2 separate regions of the Sus scrofa genome follow, and region 1 is linked to region 2. The links are chromatin contacts, called in public Hi-C maps. All regions are on one chromosome and are shown on one strand. Each heading gives the region's core, a stretch centred on a gene start, on an enhancer-like site or on the middle of the called end of the contact. The rest is flanking DNA. Distances are from core to core; before and after follow the strand shown. Region 1 overlaps KANK4 (KN motif and ankyrin repeat domain-containing protein 4). Region 2 has its middle 22 kb from the start of USP1.

Region 1 (3,519 bases), core at 391-2,890, 150 kb before region 2:
GGGTGGGCAGGGAAAACACATGAGCAAGAGCACAAGTCTTCTTTTGCTGAGCTCAGAGGTACAGGAGGCAATTCACAATGGGCAAGACTAGAACTAGCGCCAAAATAATGAGAAGCAGCCAATCTGTGATCCGCAGCAAAAAGCAGACTCACACGTTGCTGCCCGTGAGCAAAGCAAAATATGGTTCCACTTAACTCGAAAGAGGAGAGTGTGCAATCTCTTACAAGAGGAAGTGCCACTTAGCCAAAGGGTCGACTTCCAAATGTATCACACAGTCTCTCTCTTTCTTAAACACACACACACAGAAAATATTCCATAAAATATTTCAGATCTAAATATAGTGTTCCTCCAAAACCAGGCTACAGAAAAGCTCTAATGTACAAGACCCGGGGAGAACCACAGGAATGCAAGAGCAGACGAAACAATTAAGGAAGGCAGAGGTTTAAAGCATTCACAGCCAGGGCCATTCTTGGCCCTAGACATTGCCTCTGCACAATGCAAATGAGAAAGAGGCACCCTTCTGGACAGGCCTGGCAAGTGTGGGCTGGGTTTCAGCTCCTATTTACCCTCTGACATCTTTGTGCCTGGTGCTGTCAGTGCAGCTGTACATGGTGGCCCTGCTGTCGATGCAAACATTAGAGCAAATACAAGAGCAGGGGTCCCAAGCCTCCACTGTAACAGAGATCAGTTTTTATTCCCTGGGGAGGTGAGTTCCTGGGGATGCTTAAATCTTAAAAAACAAAACATATGCATGCAATTAAGACCCTTTTCCCTTTTGACTCATCAAGTAAAGGAGAAATGGTTCCCTGTCTCAGGCACCAGTATTTACCCATCGGTGGGGAGGAAGAGGGGCCTGGGGGCTCCTTCTGGGGTGGAGCCTGGGCTGAATAGGCCGAGAGCAGCAGGTTGAGGGAGCTCTGTAGCTGGCTCTGGATGCTGCTGAGCTTGGAGGCCGGCTGCTTGATGGCACGGGCCAGCTCTGGGTACCCATGCTCCAGGCAACTCCACTGTTCCTGCAGGAGCTCCTGGATCTTCTTCACGTACTGCCCAATAGTGGCATCGGTGGGTGAGCTTGGTGGCCTTCCTGGGCGCTCTTTCCCTGGCAGCTCTGAGCCGGCCTCCCCCCTCCCCTCTGGGGGAGCCTGTCTCTTGCTGCTCCCTGGAGAGCCTCCTGCTCCCCTGACCAGACTCTCTGCTTCCACCTGAGGGCCTCCCTCCTGCTCAGCGCCTCCTTCTTCGATCCTGAGCTCAGTGGAGAGGCAGCTATGTAAAGAGGGGGGGAGGCCCACCTCAGGGCCCTGTGGCAGTGACAGCTGGGGTGGTGGCACAAGTTCTGCTGGGCTCCGATCTCCCCCTTTGTGGCTGTCCTGCCACCATAAGAAGCCATTCCCCTCTCCCCTGGCTCCCCAGCTTTCAGATCCCATGCTGCCCATAAGGTTGACCCCAATGCTCTTGTCACACGACTCCCTGGTCAAGAGTCCGTGCAGAGGGTCAGTGTTGACCATGGCATCCGTCTGGCCCTGAGCTTCTTTGGTATTCCTGCGGCTCAGCTTTTCTGCCAGTTGAGCTACAGTACGCTCTAGCTCTTGAATCCTCTGCCCTCTGGCCTGGATTTCCTCCTCCTGCCGCTGGAGGGCAGCTCTGACCTGGGCCAGTTCTTCAGTTCTTTCGGACAATTCACTCTCCAGGTCGGAGAGCTGCTGCTTCAGGCTGGGGATGCTGCCAGGGTCCACAGAGGCGAGGCCCAGGCTTTCCTCCGTGACCCGGATGCCGATGCTTCTCACATCCACCTCCACAGGTGGCGGTGGGGGGATCTCGCTGATGTTGAGCTCGATTTCGTCCAGGGAAAGCTCATTCTCAGGGATGGGTGATGGCAGAGGTGGGGGGCTTGGCGTGGGGGAGCCAGAGGTCGTGACCCCCGCCTCCGCTTCTCCGCCTTCGTGTTGCTCCTCTGCATCTTCTAGGACCACCAAGACGTTCGGGGGTGAGAAAAGAGGACTTGGGAGAGAGAGGTGATTTAGAGCCTCTCCTTCGCCCTCTGGAGGCTCAGCCGCCTCCTGGATCCGTTCCGGAATCCCGGGCACCAGGTCTCCCAACTCTCGGACTTCTGGTTGCGGTGCTGTTCCCGGGGTGGAGCTGTGGAAACTGGCCAAAAATCCTTCCGCGGGGCCAAAGGCGCCGTCGCAGACCCCACCTTCACCCTGAAGTGGGGGGAGGGCCAGGGGGACGGGGGAACCTGAGTTTAGGCTTGGGTCCTCCGAGGCCCTGTTTGGCAGCAGTGTGGCTGGCATGCTGGATGCTCTCAGAAGCTGGGGCCGTGCGCTCCCGGAGACGAGCTCCAACTCCGGGGGCGCAGCGGCCTCCACCTGCCTGGCGGTCTCCGCCAGCAGGACCTTCCGACGGTAGCTCACGTCACCCCCGCTGGCGGCGGCGGGGGGCTCGCTGAGCAGCAGCGAGTGGGCTCGCGCCTCTGGCCCGGGCGACGCCTTCCTCGGCACGGCTGGGGACCAGTTTGGGTGGGAAAGAGCAGCATGGGGGCGAGCCCCGCTGTCGGGAAGGCTGAAGTTTCGGGGCAAAGTGCTAAACTTGGCCTGCTTGGCCCTTCTGTGGATGGGAATCCTCTTGATGGTGTTGCCCTTCTCGATGTCATCCACGTACTTGAGGAAGTCCAGGTCTAAGTGGAAGCCGTAGGGGGTCTCCACGGAGTAAGGGTGGCCCTTTGGAGGCTCTTTCTCTTCTTCCCTCTGAGAGGACTGGTCTTTGGCTGGGAGACACGAGACAAGTGAAGAAGAAGCACAACGTTAATGAGCACTGCAGGGCAGCGAGGCCTGATGTGGGGGATTTTGACTTAACGCTCTGGCATGGGCCTTCTCCTAAATGTTCCGCCTCTCTAACTTACGCGGAGATGCTCCCAGCCTTTTGGGCTGTGCTGAGAAGCTCTGTTATTAAATCAGTGTGTACTTAGCCAGTGTCTGCAAGGAAATAGGTAGAGGGAATAGGTTCCAATTTGCAGGATGTCATCTCAGTTACTAGTGTGGAATCTGCCTCCGGAGCAGCAACATAAAAGAGTCTCACACTGTTCTGCTGGGTTTGCGTCATGTACTTGCCGAACTGAAGTGACCAGGAATTTGCCAGGTCAGGGTACGAATCGGCAATTATGAATATGGAAGTTTTCAAAGGATGAGATACACAATTGTCTCGATAGTTTAAAAGAACCTTCCATTATTCAAATAGGTGGTGGTAAATCTTGCTAAAGCCTGAGATATCAAGGAGTCATGCCTTCTGCATTATTTAGGCTTCCTTGGATGGCTGAGCCTCCAGGTATGTGAAGCTCAGAGAGAGTTGGAACATGTGATCATGCACAGCCTGTGCTCTTGTCCACCTGAAAACTGCTCAGTGCTTAACGAACACATTTCGCTTTCAAAAACTCCTGCCAGGTAAGGAAACACTGCATTTTTCACAAACTGGTAAAAATGGACAAGAGGAAAATGGGACAATTAGTGTCAAGAAGGGCCCTGG
Region 2 (3,520 bases), core at 675-3,174:
AAAGGCTATTCCCAGAAAGCTAGGGGGAGGAAACCTTTCTCACAAAGGTAGGAAATAAGGAAAATGGTTTGGTTTTCGCCTTGGCTTGGAGAGAAGTTTAAAAAAAGAAAGTCTCCCTTGAGGATTTTAGTTATTGACCAGTTCTCACATGATCATGGCCAGAATCTCCACTTATTCCGAAGGTCTTAAAACTTCCAACCCCTCCTTCCCCAAACATTTATTACTTAAAATGGACCCAGGTCTGGAGTACCTGTGGGCATTAAGTGATAAACTAATGCAGTCCTCCTTGGAGAAATACCGGCCTAGTTTTTTATGGCTGATGTGGCAAATTACCAGAAACACACAAATGGCTTAAAGCAACACAAATTTATTATCCTACGGTCCTTAGGTCAGAAGTCCAACATAGGTCTCACTGGGCTACGATTGAAGTGTCACATTCCTGTCTGGAGGTTCTAGGCGAGAATTCATTTCCTTGTTTTTTCCAGCTTCGATGGGCTCACCACTTCTTGTGGCTCATAGTCCTCTTCCTCTAGACTCAAAGCCAGCAAATTTACATCCTTCTGACCCTTCTGTGGTCACATCTTTTCTCACTATGGCTGGGTAAAACTCTCCCTTTTGAAGGACTGATGTTATTTTATTGGGTCCTTTGGACAATCCAGAATAATCTTCCTATCTCAAGACCCTTAGCCTTAGTCATGTCTGCAAAGTCCTACTTTCCACATCGGGCAATATAGCCATAGGTTTCAGGCAACAGAATATCAACGTCTTTGGGCAACCCCTATTCTGCCTACAAGAACCCTTAACTCATGCCTCAGAATAGTTTCTACAGATATAGTTGCAAGAATTTGAACTTAAAATTTAAAAAGGCACAAAACAAAACAAAAAACTCCAAAAAAAACCCATACAAGGAAAAAGCAAGGATCATGAGCAAGGGTCAACCAAAAAAAAAAAAAAGCAACAGAACAGACTCACAAAAGTTTCAGATATTTGAATTATAGGATAAAAATTTTTAAAACAATATTCTATATCTTTAGATAATTGAAAATAAATTTAAGACATGATTAAGGAGCAAAAAGATCAACAAAAATATGAAGAAAGATTAAAATATATGTACATATAGCTTTAAGAAAGGAAAAATATCACAAACGAATTGAAAAACAATGCTAGGGTCAACAGAGGACTAGATGCAGCTAAAGAGAGAACTGGTAAAGTAAAATATAAGACTGAAGATATTGTGACGAATATAGGCTGGATGTCAAATACATGAAAATATAAAGAAATTAAGATACATGGAGGGTAGAATGAAAAAAGTTTATCAGGTATGTTTTCTAGCTTTCACATACTATAGATGACAGTAGTGCCAAATACCGCCATTCAGGCAGGTCTTTACCTACTGTATAAAAACCACCCCAAGGAGTTCTCTGGTAGCTTAGTGGCTTAAGACTCTGGCATTGTCACTGCTGTGGCTTGGGTCACTGCTATGGCACAGGTTTGATCCCTAGCCTGAAAATTTTGCATGCCACAAGTGCAGCCAAAAAACAAAACAAAACGCACATAATGCCCTAAAACTACAACCATGATATTTGCTCACAATCCTGTAGGTCAGTCCTATAGGGTGCTCCATCCACATGGCTTTGGCTCATGAAGTTGCCTATCAGGTGGTGACTAGTGCTGGAGCATCCAGAATGGCTTCACTTCCATAACTGATGCTTTGGCAGTGCTGGCTGGAAGACTAGAACCTCTCTGTCTCACTATGCCTGGTTTTCTTTACATAGCTAGCTTGAGCTCACTTTAAGTGTGGCTCAATTCTAAGAGATAGTGTCTCACACAGCAAAGGAAAAACTGCCAATCTCTTAAAGGCCGGTCTTGGAAATTGCGAAGTATCACTTCTACTACATTCTTGACCCTATTCCTCACACTGTACATTTCATATCCATGACTCATTTATTTTGCAACCAGAAGTCTCTACTTCTTAATGTCCCCTACCTATTTCTTTCCTTTTACTACCCCCTCCCCTCTGACAACATCTATTTGTCCTCTGTATCCATAACTTTGTTTCTGTTTTGCTATGTTTGTTCATTTGTTTTGTTTCCTGGAGTCCACATATAAGTGAAATCATACAGTATTTGTCTTTGTCTGACTTCTTTCACTTAGCATAGTACCCTCTAAGTCCATCTTTGCTTTTACAAATGGCAAAACTTTATTTTTTTTAATGTGTACCACATCTTCTTTATCTATTCTTCTTTGATGGACACTTAGAAGTTGCTTCCATATCTTGGCTACTGTAAATAACACTCCAGTGGGGTGCATATATCTTTTTGAATTAGTGTTTTTGTTTTCTTCAGATAAATGTCCAGGAGTGGAATTACTGGGTTATACAGTAGTTCTATTTTTAAGTTTTTGAGACATAGCCATACTGTTTTACGAAGTGACTGTACAAATTTACATTCCTATCAGCAGTGTCAAGAGTTCTCTTTGCTCCACATCCTTACCAGCACTTGTTATCTCTGGTGTTTTTGCTAAGAGTCACTCTAACAGGTATGAGATTATATCTCACTGGACTTTTGATTTTCATTTCCCTGATGATTAGTGATGTTGACCACTTGTTAATGTTCTAGACAAAACATTCTTGAAGTAAAACAGCGTATACATACTTGCCCTATCAGATATCAAAATTTATTTCAAAATTATAGTAATTAGACAGGTAATAAAAGAAAATCTGTAAATTGACTCATATATGTAAACTAGGTGTATGACAGAAGGGTGCCAAAGATCCCTGGGGTAAGGATGGACTATTCAATAAATGGGCTCAGATGACTTTTTTATCTATATGAAAAAAATAAAGTAAAATTATGTTTTTACTTTAGATCATACACAAAAAAATCAATAAAAGCCAAATGTAAAAATTTTTAATTTTTTTTGAAGAAAATATTGGGGAAAAAAAGTTAACCTGAAGCTAAAAAATGATTCCTTAGACAAAACTTAAAAAAAAAAAAAGGTAAAACCATAAATAAAAAGATGGATACATTTTCCCATATCAAAGTCAGGAACATCTATTCATTAAAAGAAAACAAAATTAAAAATAGTGAACAGGTAAGTTTCATAGATATTTTTGTTTTTATAAGTTCATCAGTTTATTCCAAATGTACATGAAAAGGCAAAGCAACTCCAGAATAGTTAAAATAATTTTGAAAAAGAACAAAATCAGAGGACTGACTCTACTTGACTTTAATCCTTAATATAAAGTTATAGTAATCAAGATAAGGTGATATTGGTAAAAGGACAAATATAGATTAATAGAGTCCAGATATAGAGGCACATATACAGTCAGCCTTTGTATCTGCCAGCTCTGAACCTGGAGATTCAACCAACTTGGATGGAAACTATTGAAAAAAGAAAAATTTCCCAAAAGTTCCAAAAAGTAAACAAACTTGAATTTGCCATGAACTAGCAAAATGAAACAGCATTTTCATTGTATTAGGTATATCATTTTTTAAATCTGTAGATTACTTAATAATAT

The links. A called contact is a pair of places that touch in the nucleus more often than the background predicts.
Region 1: a contact with region 2 is called in a Hi-C map of embryonic fibroblasts, with 2.7 times the contacts expected there. The contact joins two enhancer-like sites. A contact is called at or near these places in 2 of 5 promoter capture datasets (fetal liver and liver), 27 of 47 Hi-C or Micro-C datasets (adipose tissue, alveolar macrophages, brain and 16 more) and 1 of 2 datasets of contacts at active chromatin or transcription factors (skeletal muscle).

Annotation. Positions count from the first base shown.
Region 1 is chr6:150,156,227-150,159,745 of Sscrofa11.1, reverse strand. It overlaps KANK4 (KN motif and ankyrin repeat domain-containing protein 4), which reads right to left. Exons shown (of 10, transcript XM_013988888.2): 3 at 830-2,764. Among named protein-coding and RNA genes, the nearest start is that of KANK4, 51 kb to the right of the region's middle. Within about 2 kb of position 1,640, at least 5 of the 83 cell types and tissues checked have an H3K27ac peak or open chromatin away from gene starts, as enhancers often do. A contact at or near this core is called in embryonic fibroblasts, where this site is marked.
Region 2 is chr6:150,006,440-150,009,959 of Sscrofa11.1, reverse strand. No RefSeq gene overlaps it. Among named protein-coding and RNA genes, the nearest start is that of USP1, 22 kb to the right of the region's middle. Within about 2 kb of position 1,924, at least 4 of the 83 cell types and tissues checked have an H3K27ac peak or open chromatin away from gene starts, as enhancers often do. A contact at or near this core is called in embryonic fibroblasts, where this site is marked.